2 separate regions of the Mus musculus genome follow, and region 2 is linked to region 1. The links are chromatin contacts, called in public Hi-C maps. All regions are on one chromosome and are shown on one strand. The core of a region is the stretch at or near the end of the contact, and the rest is flanking DNA. Distances in the headings are between cores, read along the strand shown. Region 1 overlaps Ust (uronyl-2-sulfotransferase). Region 2 holds the start of Sash1 (SAM and SH3 domain containing 1).

Evidence for each region. A called contact is a pair of places that touch in the nucleus more often than the background predicts.
Region 2: a contact with region 1 is called in a Hi-C map of embryonic stem cells, with 2.5 times the contacts expected there. The contact joins the promoter of Sash1 here to the enhancer-like site in region 1. A contact is called at or near these places in 1 of 484 Hi-C or Micro-C datasets (embryonic stem cells) and 3 of 115 datasets of contacts at active chromatin or transcription factors (bone marrow-derived macrophages, embryonic stem cells and extraembryonic endoderm stem cells).

What each region holds. Positions count from the first base shown.
Region 1 is chr10:8,359,921-8,367,508 of GRCm38.p6, reverse strand. All of the region lies in intron 2 of Ust (uronyl-2-sulfotransferase), which reads left to right. Among named protein-coding and RNA genes, the nearest start is that of 4930573G07Rik, 150 kb to the right of the region's middle. Within about 2 kb of position 3,113, at least 27 of the 459 cell types and tissues checked have an H3K27ac peak or open chromatin away from gene starts, as enhancers often do. A contact at or near this core is called in embryonic stem cells, where this site is marked.
Region 2 is chr10:8,882,720-8,890,307 of GRCm38.p6, reverse strand. Sash1 (SAM and SH3 domain containing 1) reads left to right here and starts at 4,238. Exons shown (of 20, transcript NM_175155.4): 1 at 4,238-4,584. The coding sequence starts at 4,450.

The DNA of each region.
Region 1 (7,588 bases), core at 1,864-4,363:
GCTTTGAGAAATTGTCTATAAAACGAGAGAGAATGAGCTTAAGGTAAGCAACTCTTCACAAGGTCCTTGATCACATCTCTGGACTGTAGTTCAGCAGACTCAGTGTCCCACGAATCTGAAATAAGATACACCAAAGACCTTGGGACGGGTGGAGCGGGGGTTGGGGGAGTCTACATCTTATGGCATAAGAAGTAGCTGGACTTTGTGCTGGTTGTTGATTTTGGACCCTGGAATAAAGGACTAAGGTGCATATTTTACTTATCAAAGCAGACCTGGCCTTCAGGTTCTGCCAGCATCCCTCAGTCCCTACCTGGCATACCCTGCCCCTAACCCTGAACTTTCCAGTCCAGGGGCTAGGCTGTCCTACCCCCAGAGGCTCTTCCCTATATAATCCAGACATTTTATGTTTCTCTCTCTTTCTCTCTCTCTCTCTCTCCCTCTCTCTCTCTCTCCCCCATCCTTCTCTCCCTCCCCCTCTTTCTCTCTCTTTCTCTCTCTGTATGTGAACTCTTTATCTCTCTATTCTCTCTTCCTTCCTATGGCAATCTCCTTGGCTTCCTTCCTTGGGGCCAGAGAGCTCGCCAGCCCTAAAGTAGCTTCCCCATAACCCTACATTTAATATAATCTAATCTGACTTGAATTGGCTCATTTTACCGGCAAAGACATAATTTATCACTGATGACAAACTATAAATCACCCTCCAGAAAAGTGATATCTGTTGGAAGATGACAAAACCCTGGTGATAGGAAGACAACATGATCAGTCGGAGGGGTGACCTAATGTTTCAGTGTTGCTTTCTTTGAATCCAATAAATCCATTTATGTTATGTATAATAGAAAACAGGGCTCATTTTTCTGGAAGTAAGAATATTTGTTTAGGGCTTGGAGAGATGTCTATATCTCAGTGGCTAAAAACACGTATTGCTCTTGAAGAGGACCTGGGTTCAACTCCTAGCACACACAACCATTCCTAATCTTTAGAAATAAAAAATAATTTTACTTTTAGATTTTAGCTGATTTTTGAGACTTCCACAGCTTTGAAATGGGAGGTAATCATAATGCCCCTGCTGTATCCCCAATGTTGTTTGGGGAAGGGGAAAGGGGGAAGGAAGGGAGAAGAAGGGGGAAGAAGGGGGAAGGGGGAAGGGGGAAGGGGGAAGGGGGAAGGGGGAAGGGGGAAGGGGGAAGGGGGAAGGAAGGGGGAAGGGGGAAGGGGGAAGGAAGAGGGAAGGGGGAAGGAAGAGGGAAGGGGGAAGGGGGAAGGGGGAAGGGGGAAGGGGGAAGGGAGCCAGCGCTTTTTGAACAGAAGGGTGCTGCCTGTGGCTCTAATGAATGAAGACAGGATGACCATTTTTTTCTGGACCTTTGAGCTATTTGTTTCCTCCCAGGTCTCTGAGTGTGATATCTTGCTAATAAACAAGATGGCCTGCTGTTCAGGTGAACCAGCCTGAACTCTGAGCGGCTAGACTGTTTAGCTTCTGCTGTTTAAACATAATGAAAGGCAAGCTGGGTGGGACCATTCCCAACTGTCTATCAAACTCACACCCTCATCATGACCTCAGGATTTTACCTCTTCAGTGGTGGAGAGATTTGAGGATGAGAGCTTTCTCTCCTTGAGCTACAGAGAAAGCAGGACAAAGTCACCTGGACTGGCCCCAGGGCACACCTACCCCCACCCCCACCCCCACCTGCCCATCTCTTTCCTTCAATGACTGAAATCGAAGATCCATTTACTTCTGGCATTCACTGTGTGAGACATGTGAGAAAAATGACCATTGTGAGGCTATTGCGCAGCAAGAAGAGCTCAGGTAAAAAACAGACTTAAGTCCTCTAGGCTTTGGGCCAGCGGAATGGCTCAGTGGCTAAAGGCCCTTGCTATGCAAGCTTGAAGTCTCAAATTCAAATACCAGAATCCAGAGTGGAAGGAGAGAACCGACTCATACCAGTTATCCTCTGACCTCCACACACATGCCACAGTATGCTTGATTGCACACAGATACATTAATAATAATAATAATAATAATAATAATAATAATGATAGTGATAGTAAAAATAAAAATAATTGCATCAAAAAAGTGAACTTCCATAGAGAGTACTACTCCCGGCTACTAATGTGCGTTTTTGGTCCTTGCAGGATTGATGGCCTTTGGAGAAAGTAGCTTTTAACTCCTGTTATTGACTGCAGCTTGCAAAACTATAAAGTGTGAATGGGTGTGCACACATGTATGCATGTTCATGTGTGTATGCATGCACGCTCCCCCCCCCCCAGCACGCAAATCAAATGGCACTTAAGACCCTGTGCTAATCTCCTATAGCAATAGCCATGGCATGCAATTCCAATGTATGTGAAACATTGCCTATCCATATTATTCCTTAAGGGTTTGTAACATGCTTTGTGCTTCTGTTTTGGCTTTGAAAATATGTTGTAATTATATACCTGGAGGAATCTTTTCACCTGTCAATCAGAGGTACCCAAAGTGAGTCTGCACTTATGTAAGCTCTGTCCTGCATGACTCTATTACAGATTGCTGAAGGACATTACAACCAGGGATGTCCAGAGAGGTCATTGCTTCTTGCGTAGTCATAAACTCTCCCTCATATTGCGCTTCATCTCTTTTTTGTTGCTTCTCTCTTTAAAACCCAATAGCCCCTTTCCTCTGGCTAAAAAGAATATGCCACTGGAGTGGTTGTGTGGTGATAAGAGCAGTGGGCACAGTATGAGGTTTTGAGAAGTTCAGGTCTTTTGATTTAGAACATGATTCTGTAGTGTCATTTAAAAGCATCACGGATAATACTACCAGTATAGCCAAAAACAAACCGAGATGATAAATATCTTCTATGTACTTCATAGAGCCATTATGGGGGTTGTTCAGTGGCCGCTGAGGTATAGGATGGTCAATGAGGCAGGGCTTTTTTTTTCCCCCCCTCTGAAGATTGCTGCAGCAGTATTGGGAACTTTGCTGCTGGAGTTTAAGGAACCTTCAGATTAAATTTGTGTCTCTTTGCTAACGGTGGGAGTTGGCCCTGATTTCTGAATATCTATTTTCCTCTGCTTCCTCCCATGTTGAATAGAGACAAAAGGCCCTACAGGGTATGGCTGTTGAGAGGATTAAGAGAAAGGAGCCACACACTACGGTTAGGGTAATCTATTCACAGCTAGTGAAGGTTGGGTTGCTTGTTGGCACTGGGTGAGTAAGCAGTTTGGCTTGTATTGATGTGTGTTTGCAAATAGAAAGAGAGCACCGGAGAATTGCAATACCAAACCAGGGTCTGGCTTTCCTGGGCTGTCTGGGGCTGCTTTGTGCTTCTTTAAGAAAGGTTCAGAGACTGGGTAGGTCAAGTCTTTTTCTGGAGGTTCTGAGGGCTGGGAGGTCCAAAATCAAGATGTGGTCTATTGAGACCTGCATTCTTAGGAGACAGGGATACCTGTATCCTTGCATGGGTGAATCTGATTGGGTGAGAGGACCAAATGCTTCCTGAAAGGCTCTTTTGTGAGGGTCTTCATCCAATTTCCAAGGGGAGGGGCTATATCTTAATACCCTTCCATCAGCCACTGAGAATCAGCATCTGACCTTTGGCCTTTATTGGTACTTTAAATTATTGTAGCTGTGTAACCAAGGATGAAATTAAAGCAGAATCACAAATATATATATATATGTACACACGCACACGCACACAAACACACACACTAAAATCATGCAAAGAACATTTTCAGTGTGCACATTGCAGTATATTCTAGGAAAGGCATCCTTCCTGGTAGCCTTAGCCTGCTCGTTTGCATTCTCTCTGACCTTAGCCTGCTCATTATTTGCATTCTCTCTGGCCAGTGGAATTGACAATAATTTAAATGCACTTTTGAGTCGTGATGTCCAGAGAGGAACCAAAAGCAGTGTTTTCCGAAAAACTGAAATTAGAACCCATAATGCACGTCGGAATTTGGAAGTCACTCTGTTGTTTATCTCTCTCGGGAAAGCTGTCAAGATGCTTTACGGAGGTGTCAGCTCTTGGAAATAGTCTCAAAGAAGCCACATTGTGTAAGAGGGAAAGTACCCTTTAGATGAACCTGACTCATTGCAAGTCCGTGGTAATTCAAGGAGGGCACGGGCTGACTTGTGCTTTTTTTTTTTCTCTAAAAAGATCAATAAGACATAAGGTTGAAGGAACAATTGAATTACAAAGGAGAGCCACTTCATTTCAAGGACTTCTTAATGTGCAGAAAAAGAGCAGACCAATTTCCTACCGGCTCCAGCCTTTTCTTAAGTTTAACGTTGGGTTGGATCCAGTACCTGTTAAGAGTGTGAAATCTCTAACAGGAAGGTTTTTCAATTTGTCCGTCTGAGGAGCCCTAGGGTGGAAATGTGCTAGCTAACACATTTCTTAACCTAATTCCATTACTTAATGCCACTAATTAATGAATTGTGCATATCCATACATCCATACATATATACATACATACATGCATACATACATATTGTGTATTTAGCTCAAGTCTGATTAATTTTCAAATCTGAAAATTTGTGTTAAGTAGATTTTATTCCTAGCAAAAGTGTGCCCTTGTTACTAAGTATTTTAGTAGTTATATGCAGTTTAAGTAAATGATGGTGGAGTTACAATTTGGAGTAACGTTGATTTAATTGCGAAGGAAGAATAACTTGTTTCTTGTGCACTGCAAGCCAGTTTCTGCTTCTGTGAAGTCTGTAGGAGAAGAAAGATCCCCAGAATCCGTTTCACAATCCTAGAGTCTGCGAGGTTCCTATCTTTTGTTTTTTTACTGTGTGAGTGTAAAAAAGGCAGCCACCATTATTTCAAATAAGAGAAAATTTTATTTTACTTATTATATTTAACTATTTACTTATGCCATTTATTTGAAATCTTGGGTATTAAGGCATATGTAAAACAAATTGAGAACATTAAAATTTATATTTTAATTATATAAATATCGATATTTTTATTTTTAATCGTTCAAACACAAGTGATTTGAATTACTCCTATGAAGATAGCATATGTAGTGTGCATATAATTCCCAATTGCTAACGAAATAAATATTTTTCTCTTGCTTTTATCAGAATTAGTTCCAAAATAAGGAAATATTTTTACTGCACAGTAAGAAGCTATTAGTGAAAAAGCTATGTCATTCTTTTTGGGGAATTCCAGTGACATAAAGGATTCAATCAGGTCACATGGACTTCTTTAAAACTTATCCTCAAAGCCTGGTAGATGGCTCAGCAAGCAAGAAGTATGTGTCATCAAGCCAAGTGTGACACAACATGAGCTCAGTCCCTAGACTCCTCTAGGTAGAAGCAGATAACTGACTCTGCAAATTGTACACACACACACACACACACACACACACACACACACACACACACACAAACATACACAAACATACACAGGCAGACACTTAAATGTGAAAGACATGTATGTATGGGCTGGCGAGATGGCTCAGTGTTTCAAAGCACTTGCTGTCCTTACAGAGGACCTGAATCCAGTTCCTAGCATTCACATTGGGCAGCTTCATAACTCAAGGTCTGGTGGATTTGGTGTCTTCGTCTGGCCTTCAAGGGCACCTGCATACATGTGACATATGCCCTCTCTCACACATATATAAATAAAAATGCATGTAAATATGCATTTATTGGTTTATCTTCATTTTCTCATTTTGAGTGGGTGCGTGACTATTGAATGCTTGAATTATGTACTGTGCATCAGACCAAATTAAGGAGCATTAAAATGTGTTTTCACAGTTCCATGTAAGTGCTATATTTCATAGTCTAGAAAGCTTAAAATAATTGTGTATGCATGTTTGTGTGTGGTATGCCCAGGTGTGCCTGTCTCAGTGTACGTTTAGAGGTGGGAAGAGGGTGTCTGGAGTCTTCCCATGTCTCTGTTTATATCCCTCCTTTTCCCACTCACCTATTGCTAATAAACTTTTATTTATTAAGAAACAAATCCCATTTAGTTCTCTGACAGAGAATAGCTGCATACATTCTGGAGTGCTATTTAAAGTCTCATGTTCTGATGTTGGAATATTCTCATTGTGTATTCAATTTAATCACTTCATCTTACTGTCAAATGTCTAGCAAGGCACTGGAACAGACAGTCCCCATATTAGCAGCTCAGCATGTGTGTATTTTTCAAATGTATTCAAAGATTCTCCAAATACGGTTGTCACTGCTGAAGCTGGTGGGCTCTCTACATATTTTTGTGGACGATGCTACGTGTCCCCTGTGGAAACTTCCATGCCAGGATACATATTTTATAAGGCTAAAACCTAATAAAACTGTAATTCCTCTCTGGGAAAAATAGTCACATTTAATGGAAAGTAATTTAACTTCCACATATTCTAAAACACTGGTTTTAAACAGTAATAATTATAGTATCTGCTAATGTATGTGAATGATTTGTGTCTGATGCGAAAAGTTCTTTCTGCAGAATCCTGAAGGACCCATCAGTACTGAGGGTCACACACCATCTGTTGCTCAGACATGGGAAGGGTTTCCAAAGTCTTATGCTGACAGCACTCAAAGTAGTGGCTTGAATTTTTTTTTAATATATGATTTAAAAGTCTTAGATATGTGCATCAGAGTGAAAAGTCCCACATCACCCTGAAAAAGGTCCACTGATCTTCTATTTCAGGTGCCTTGGGCAGGTGGCATTTGTTTTGTTTTACAGTCAGACCTGTAGGTACCTAGGGACCAGCAGCTCTCAGAGCCTAGGCTATTCGATGCCATGGAATATAAAGGTGATCTTGGAACTCTGAGAGGACATGTGCTAGCATCCTGCCTCCATTCCCACTTTGAAGATTAACAGTGGCTATTCTACTATTGTCAACATTCCTGATAGGAAGATAAGCCTTCTAGATAGGAATTCCCCATGAACCCCATTACAACATCAAAAGTCATCATCAATGTGGTATGCTCAAACAGCTAGAATGCAAGTCTCATTCACAGGATAGGTAGTATGTGCTACTTTAGGAATGGTATTTCTAATTATACAGAGATGGAAAAAAATTAGCAGAGCATATGGAATAAGGCTCTGCTTCATTCGGGACAGGCAGTAGAATTATATGCTGCTTATTTTACATTATTAAGTTGTTGCAGGCTAATAGAACCTAGAATTAACGTGCTTTCTTTGGGGGGAAACACAGATAAATTTTCTAAATTAAATATAGAGTCTATAAATCTTCTAAAGTAACTCTGAATGCTTCTTTTAAAGTTGATTTCTTATATAAATGAGGTGTATGTGTCTGTGTGTGGATGTGTGCTCATGAGGGCAGGTGCCTGGGAAGGACAGAAGAGGTCATGGACTCCTTGGAGATGGAGTTACAGACAGTAGCAAGGTATGGGTCACAGGCACAAGGAATTGAACCCAGGTCCTCTGTGTGTCCTTAAGCACTGAGCCGTCTCCCTGGCCCCTCAGAGGATGCTTCTTTGATACTCCTTTTTATCTGGTCACCATTTTCTTGTTTTAGAACTCTTTAACAGAGGCAAAGGACAATTCGCCCCATCTCTCTCACTTGTCATGCCTCAACCCATTTGTTCTTTAGGTCACGCCCATAGGATCTCAGCTATCCAGTTGGAAAAATTAAC
Region 2 (7,588 bases), core at 2,989-5,488, 520 kb before region 1:
ATCTGTACTTTCACCACCACACTTCCTGAAGTCCAGTTGCCTTTCTTGTTGTTGTCATGACGGCTTACTCAGACTGAATCAAGAAACCTAACTACCTTGCAACTTCCAGTGGTGTGGCCTGAAAACTTGGAATCCTGACTCACCGAAAGAACATTCACAAAAAGTCATTATAAACATGTATATGTAGTCCTGTGTTTTATAATAACATACGTGTAACATATGACATATGGTGATAATATGTCAGCCATTTTTAATACATTTACTTGAGCTGACCACATTTATTTGTAATGGTCCAGGCCTGAAATCCCAGCACTTGGGAGGCAAAGGCCAAGGCTATCCTTTGCTACATAGTGAGTTCAAGGTTAGCCTGGGATACTGCCTTAGTCATTGTTCTATTGGTCTGAGGATTCGCTCACAAAAGCTCAATTCTTTTACTTATTTATTTTTTGAGGCAGGGTTTCTCTGTATAGCCCTGGCTGTCCTGGAACTCACTCTGTAGACCAGGCTGGCCTCGAACTCAGAAATCTGCCTGCCTCTGCCTCCCAGATGCTGGGATTAAAGGAGTGAGCCAGCACCATCCTGGCAAAGACTCAATTCTTAATCCTAATCCTTTCAGATAGCACCACTCCCTGGTGATTTAGCATTCAAATACGGGAGCCAAAGAGGGCCATTCTTATTCAAACCATCACCAGGACCACAGAAACTCTCATAGAAGAAAGCATTTAATTGCTTTTTGTTTCAGAGGTTTAGTTCCTATCCTCCGGTGCAACAAGGCCACACCTACTTTAACTAGGGCTCAACTCCTAAATCCTCCAAATCCCTCCAAACAGCACCACTCTCAGTTGTCTAAGCATTCAAACACTGGAGCCGACAGGGTCCATTCTTATTCAAAGCACCACCATCCATAATATCAACAAACAAAAGCATTGGCCAAGCTGGAAGAGAGCCTGGGTGGAAAGGGCATCGTGGAGCCATAGGATCTTAGTGTTCTCTCTCCAGAGTTTACACTTTCCTTACCTTGACAGGGTTTGTGGAAATCAAACATAGACCAAAATCAGATGAAAAATGAAGATGAGGGATGATTGTAATTCTTTGATAAAGGAAAAGGAATAGTTTAAAGACCTGGGAAGGCATTTGTAGGAGAAAAGACTCATTTTCGGGCAATGTTTAGTTACATTTTAAGTTAGTTCATGAAATTTGATAAGGAGATTCAGCATTTACTTATGTTTGTTTGTTTATTATTTTTGAGTGTTTTATATAGCCAAAGCCAGCCTTTAACTCCTGATCTTTCTGTCTGTGTTGGGGTGTATAAGCTTAAGTCATTAAAAATAGACAGAACACACACACACACACACACACACACACACACACAAAGATAGATAGAGACAGAGAGAGAGAGACAAACACTTCTGTTTCACCTTTATTATTATTATTATTTTATTTATATGAGTACACTGTAGCTGTCTTCAGAGATTCTAGAAGAGGGCATCGGATCCCATTACAGATGGTTGTGAGCCACCATGCGGCTACTGGGAATTGAACTCAGGACCTCTGGAAGAACAGTCAGTGCTCTTAACCACTAAGCCCCTGGTCAAAATTATCTGTTCCAGAAGTAGAGGGGTCACTAGACAGTCAGGCAAAAATGTAATTTGCCACCATAGACATAGCCATATGCCCACCCCCAACATATTGTCTATCTCCTTCCCCCAGCCAGGTGAGAGGCACTGCCAGGAAAGGGAGCTCACTGTGAAGCAGATTAAAGGGCAGCCTGCTATAAGCGCCAAATGCTAGCTAAGGTTCAGATGTAGCTCATGTGTTACAGCAAGGCCTTGCTAGCTTTAGGTGACCTGGAAGCATCCTGGCCTCTGAAGGGCCAGCCGGGTAGCAATTAGCTTGACTTTACTTCCTCTTGGATAGGGAAACGGTAGCATGGAAAGGCCCTCAGGTCATCTGAGTCAAAAAGACATAGAGTCCTGATTGGTGTCTGGATGGGTTCTTCTTAGACCCAACCCCACTCCTGCTTGCATAACTCACTCTGTAGGCTTTTATGCAGAGAGCAGACTGCATGTCTCCACCTTAAAGATCCCTATAAAGTCTATTTTCCTTTTCTCACCATTTATTTTGGTGTCTTTATAGATAAAACCATTTTCTTCCTTAGTGGAGTTTGTTTCGACTCCTAGCATCAGACAGCACCAGTGCAGCTGGCAGCTGGGACACAGGTTTCTCCGACGACAGGATAAACCAATTCAAGACAAATTAAGTTCGAAAGGCAGGTTTATTGGGGGGCAGCTCTCAATCGGTTCACCAGTCCCAAGGAACAAGACCAGGGAAAGTCACCATGCAGAAAGGAAGAGGGTGGGGGGGGGGAGAAATTAAGAAAGAGGATGCAGAGAGAGAGAGAGAGAGAGAGAGAGAGAGAGAGAGAGAGAGAGAGAGTGAGTGTTGAGGGAGAAATAGACGGAGGGAGGGAAGGACGGAGGAAGGAGAGAAAACAAAATGTCTGATTATATAGGGAAGAGCCCCTGGGGGAGGGGAAGCCCAGGTCTGGTAGGCTAGGGCCAGGCAAAGGGGACTGAGGGATTCTGGAAAAATCTAGAGGCCAGGTCCACTTTGAAATGTTAAATGGGCACCTAGTTCACTCCTCCCAGCCCTGAATCCCAACATCTGGAACTGCATTAGCCCAGAGAAACTTCTGGCCTGGCTCCACTGATTCAGACTCTAGGGCTCTTCTTCAGTTACTACACTACACCACACACACACACACACACACACACACACACACACACACACACTACCCTCCCAACCAAAAAAGTTTGAGAAGGGGTGGTAAAATCTTGTGTGTGTACATTCACTTATACACATACCTGTGGACGGCAGAGTGATGTCAGGTGTCTTTCTCTACCATACACCACCTTATTTTTTGAGACATGATCAATCTCTCCATGAACCTGGAGCTTACCAGCTGTCTGGAATGGCAGCCACTAAAGCCACGAAAATCCCGATGTCTCTACTTCCCAGCCTTATAGGCCCATACTGCTATGCTAGGGTTTTACTTCTTTTTACGTTTTGACATTGTGGGTGAGAGCTATTCACCCATTACTTAGACTGCTGTTCTCAATGTATGAAAGCTGAGAAAGAGATGAAGACACTTCAGAAGTAATTGTTCTATCCGGGGGACCCTCACTTCATCCCCTCTCCACTCCACCTCCTTAATAAGGGGCAGATTCCGTGGGTTTCTTTAGTTTCACAAAGTGAGCAGCCACAAAATCAAATAGGATAGGCACTGTCATCTCTTAGAAAAAATTTTTTGATTGGTTTTTAAAAGGAGGAGGAGGGGGAGAAGAGGGAAAAAGGACCTCTTCAGGGATATTTCCCTCTGGCATTTTCACTTGATTAACATATCGAGGCCTGAACTGTGCATGGGCTTAGCGGCCATAAAATTAACTTTTATTTTGAACATACCCCTTGCCTGTTTCTTCCACGTAAAACAAAACAAAACAAAACAAAACAAAACAAAACAAAACAAAACAAAACAAAACACACCCTTACAGCTCAGAGAGGGTCTCATTTAAGTATCCGAAAACCCTAGAAGTGCACAGCACTGCGGCCACTCGGGAGCCGAAACGCCCGGACTTACGACCCAAACAATGGCTCGTGACCAGGCGAGCTTTGTCACACTTTGTTTTCCAAGAAGCCTGACAGACAGGACTGTAATTCCAGGGGTTGTCACCATACGGACTCCTCTTAAACTCGAACTCAGCGAGCGGCTTAAAGATTAACTTTCTGCAGTTTCAGTGGCGGAAGGCGCGGGTGAATGGCGCGATTGGGGACTTGTGCAGGGCCCCGGGCCCGTGGCGCGGTGGCGCTTTCAAAAGGCGATTTGTTGGCCAGGCTGAGGCTCATTTCCATGCAAAGCGCCTGACATCAGAGCACCTTTTGTTGCTAAACGCTTTCTTGAGCCTGGAGGGGAGGGAGTCATGTGGAGTTGGAAGAGCTCATTCTAAAGAGAGGGGTCCAGGACTAATTAGCCCGGGTCCACAGGCGTCACTGTCCCCTGCCCAGCCCTGCACAAACTCTCCAGTAGAGGCGAGTGGTGTGCCACCCGGAGCCGGTCCCCGAAGCAGGACGCAGCACCCGTGCGGTGTGGCTCTTGTCTCCCTGGTCCCGTGAACTCCCCGCCGCAGCCAGTGTTGTGGACTCTGCTCCAGCTACCCTGTTGCTGCGCGGGGCCGGGCTAGGAAAAGTTTCTGGAGTTGTCAATCGCGGTCGCCCGGGATCGAGGTGCCAGTCCTGGCAGTGGTGCTCGTACCCAGCGGAGCCTGGGGCATGCGACGCGGGGGCGCGGCCCGGTGACGCCGCGGGCGGGGAACTTGCGCCCCGTCGGCCGACGCGCTGCTGCGAGCGGTGGGCAGCGCGGGGACCCGGACGCGGACGCACGGGGACGCGGCCATGGAGGAGGACGCGGGAGCTGCTAGCCCGGCGCCGGAGCCTGAGCCGGAGGTGGATCCCGCCCGGGAGCTGGAGCCCGAGGCCGGTGTCTCCGAGTCAATCTCCCGCCTCTGGACCGACGTGATGGGCATCCTGGTGAGCTACCTGGGGAGGCAGGCGGGGGAAGCGGGGCTCACCCCTCGCCCACCTATTGGTCACCCTTCTTCTTTCCGCTGTATTCTCTATATAGGGGTTGAAACTGTAATTTAGAAAAACCAAACCAAACCAAACCAACCAAACAAAAAAAAAAAACCCCTACTTGTCGGGTCACATCAGAGACACCTCTTGAACAATCGACTGTAATTAGGGACACCTGCTTAGAAAAGTTGGCGTGGAAAAAGCCAGAAAGAGTAGATGTAAATACTACTTGTAAATATTTGGCGAGTGGACTCCTCATGGCCTCTCGGTATTGATGTTTATCCGCACAGGGCTTGTCCTGTGCCCATGAGAGGAAAACAACCGTTTCCTTGTGCAGAACTACCACGGTGTTTACTTGCTCTGCCCTCAGCTCTTCTAGTTTGTAGAATTACAGGATATTTGTTTTATATGTTTGGCGCTGAGAACAATAAGGCATATATTGCTGAATCTGTGCTGATAAGGGGTTTTGAACTGCCGGGCGTGGTGGCGCACGCCTTTAATTCCAGCACCTGGGTGGCAGAGGCAGTCGAATTTCTGAGTTCGAGGCCAGCCTGGTCTACAGAGTGAGTTCCAGGACAGCCAGGACTACACAGAGAAAATCTGTCTCGAAAACAAAACAAAACAATCCCCCAAAAACAAAAACAAAACAAAAACAACAACAAAAAAAACCCAAAATCAAAAACAAAACAAAACAAAACAAACAAACAAAAAAACCCAAAAACCAAAACCAACCAACCAACCAAACCCCCCCAAAAGAGGTTTTGAACTGGCCAGTGGTTAAAACTGCCTATGGATTTATCTTAGTTCTGGAAAGTAGTTCTACTGAGGATGAAATTTTACCTTGGATGGATAGGGTGTTAGCCGTGTCTCTGGTGTTAGCCGTGTCTCTTTAGGAACGATATAGTTTTCTTCATAGTGGTTAAGGTCTTGGGCTTTGGAGCGAGTTAGTCTGGTTCAAATCCCTGCTCCCCAGGGTTTTAGCAGTGCCTCTTTGGGCACGATACAGTGTTTAGTTTTCTCCATAGTGGTTAAAGTCTTGGGCTTTGAAGTTAGTTAGCCTGGTTCAAATCCCTGCTCCCCAGTTGTCTGTCTACAATTACCATATCAAGGTCATTCACTCCTGACTCTCCAATTCACTTGAAAAACAGGAAGACATGTGTCTTGGGTTTTATGAGAGGCACTATGTCCATGTGTATGATGCACTCAGCATATTGCCAGATGAATGGTAGATGGTCAATGAATACAGCTCTGTATATATTTTTTCTTGCAAATAGAGCCTATGTCTCATCTTTTTGGACATCTTGAAGTTCAGTGTATCTCATTTTCCTGGGTTAAAGATTTCTGTCTGTGCTTTCAAATACATAATAAAAGACATATTTACCTACGTTAGAATTTTATGTATGTATGCTGTGTACGTAAGTCTTTTGGATTTAAAATCTGTTGCGTTTCCTAAACTTTTTCAGAGATACATACAATGCTCAGTTGAATTGCAGGAAATCAAGCGATTGTTTTGTGAGTGGTGACAGACAATCTTAAGTTTTAGACCGGCAGACACCTTATCTTGGTTCTTGCCCAGAAGCCACTCTGACTTTTCAGTCAGAGAATGCTGGTTTGATAGTATCTCCTGTTGCCATCCTTTAGGTGGGTGTGCCCTGGGTGGGTGGGTGGGGGAGGGGAGTGCTGGGAAAAGTGAAAGTCACACCGAGTGCTGTTTGGGGAGGAGGATTGGCAGGTCACCCTTTCTGAATATTTGCATCCCTTTCCCTGGCAGATTCCAGCCCTGTCGGGGTAGCTGTAGCTGAGTGTTCTTTGGCTGAGGTAAAAGAAGGGGTGGGGCCCTAGAAGATCAAACCTGGTATTCAAAGAGCAGATGAAAGAGAAAATAGATGTTTTCTTACTCAGCCTGGAGTTGAGTGTGAAGCAGGAGAGAACGTCAGTATGGTCCAGCCCTTCTCCTGTCCTTTATACAGTCTCCATTTCCTTTGGGACAAACGTTGGGCATTCGGTAGTAAAATGCAGAGAGGTAGACCTGGCTGCCCTGCCTCTGTACATACTAGTGGGAAGGTCCTATGTTATGAGGAGGGCTCTTGCTACCACTAGAGAGCTGCCTTCCACGTGTTTATTAAAACCTACATCTTTGGGGCAATATTTCAAGACACAGAGGTGACGTTTGGGTGGCTCCGTTTTTGTTGAAACATGAGGTACAGTTTCTTTTATTTTGTGTTTTTAATTATGGAAGTCTACAGTCATCTGAAGGGTTTGACTAATGGCCTGTACATTGTTGGTGACAATGTTTGATCTGACTCCAGACCATTGCCTATCACCCTAGTAGGTGAACACCTTTGTAGGTAGAAGAGCAGGACCCTATCTCTGAGAGTGCTGAACAATGAGAGCCCCCCCACCCCCACCCCCGTTCCTAACAGGGCCAAGGCAGGGGGAGGGTGGAATTTCTACGTTATAATCTAGGGAAGGCTGTGGCATGGCGTCATTAGTTAATTTATTAGCTCTAATTCAGTAAACAAGGTATGAATATTTGAGTTCACAAGAACACCTTTTTGCTTATAAATTAATTCAGTCAGTGCACAGATAAGCAGCAAATGGTTGCTTTCAGATAATTGTTAACAAAATACTTGCTGAGAGAATAATAAAACAGTTTAAACCATGGAAAGTAAGCAGTGATAGAATAAATATCACTAATAAGTCAATACAGAAATTGTAACTGAAGAGAGACTGTCTCATGGAAAGCTCTACTTCTCATTATCTGGAGAGTGGGGTCGGCCGGCATCTGAACCCAGTGTTCAGGTCCCAGTGCCTGGAATTAACTGGGTACTAAGAGCATAGTGTCAAAGTCAAAAAAGAACTGTGTACTTGTGAAGTACAGAAGTCTCATTAAAATATCCCTATAACAAGTTCCTTTTGAGGGTGCTAATGAATTCTGGTCCTGCAGAAGCTAACATTTGGG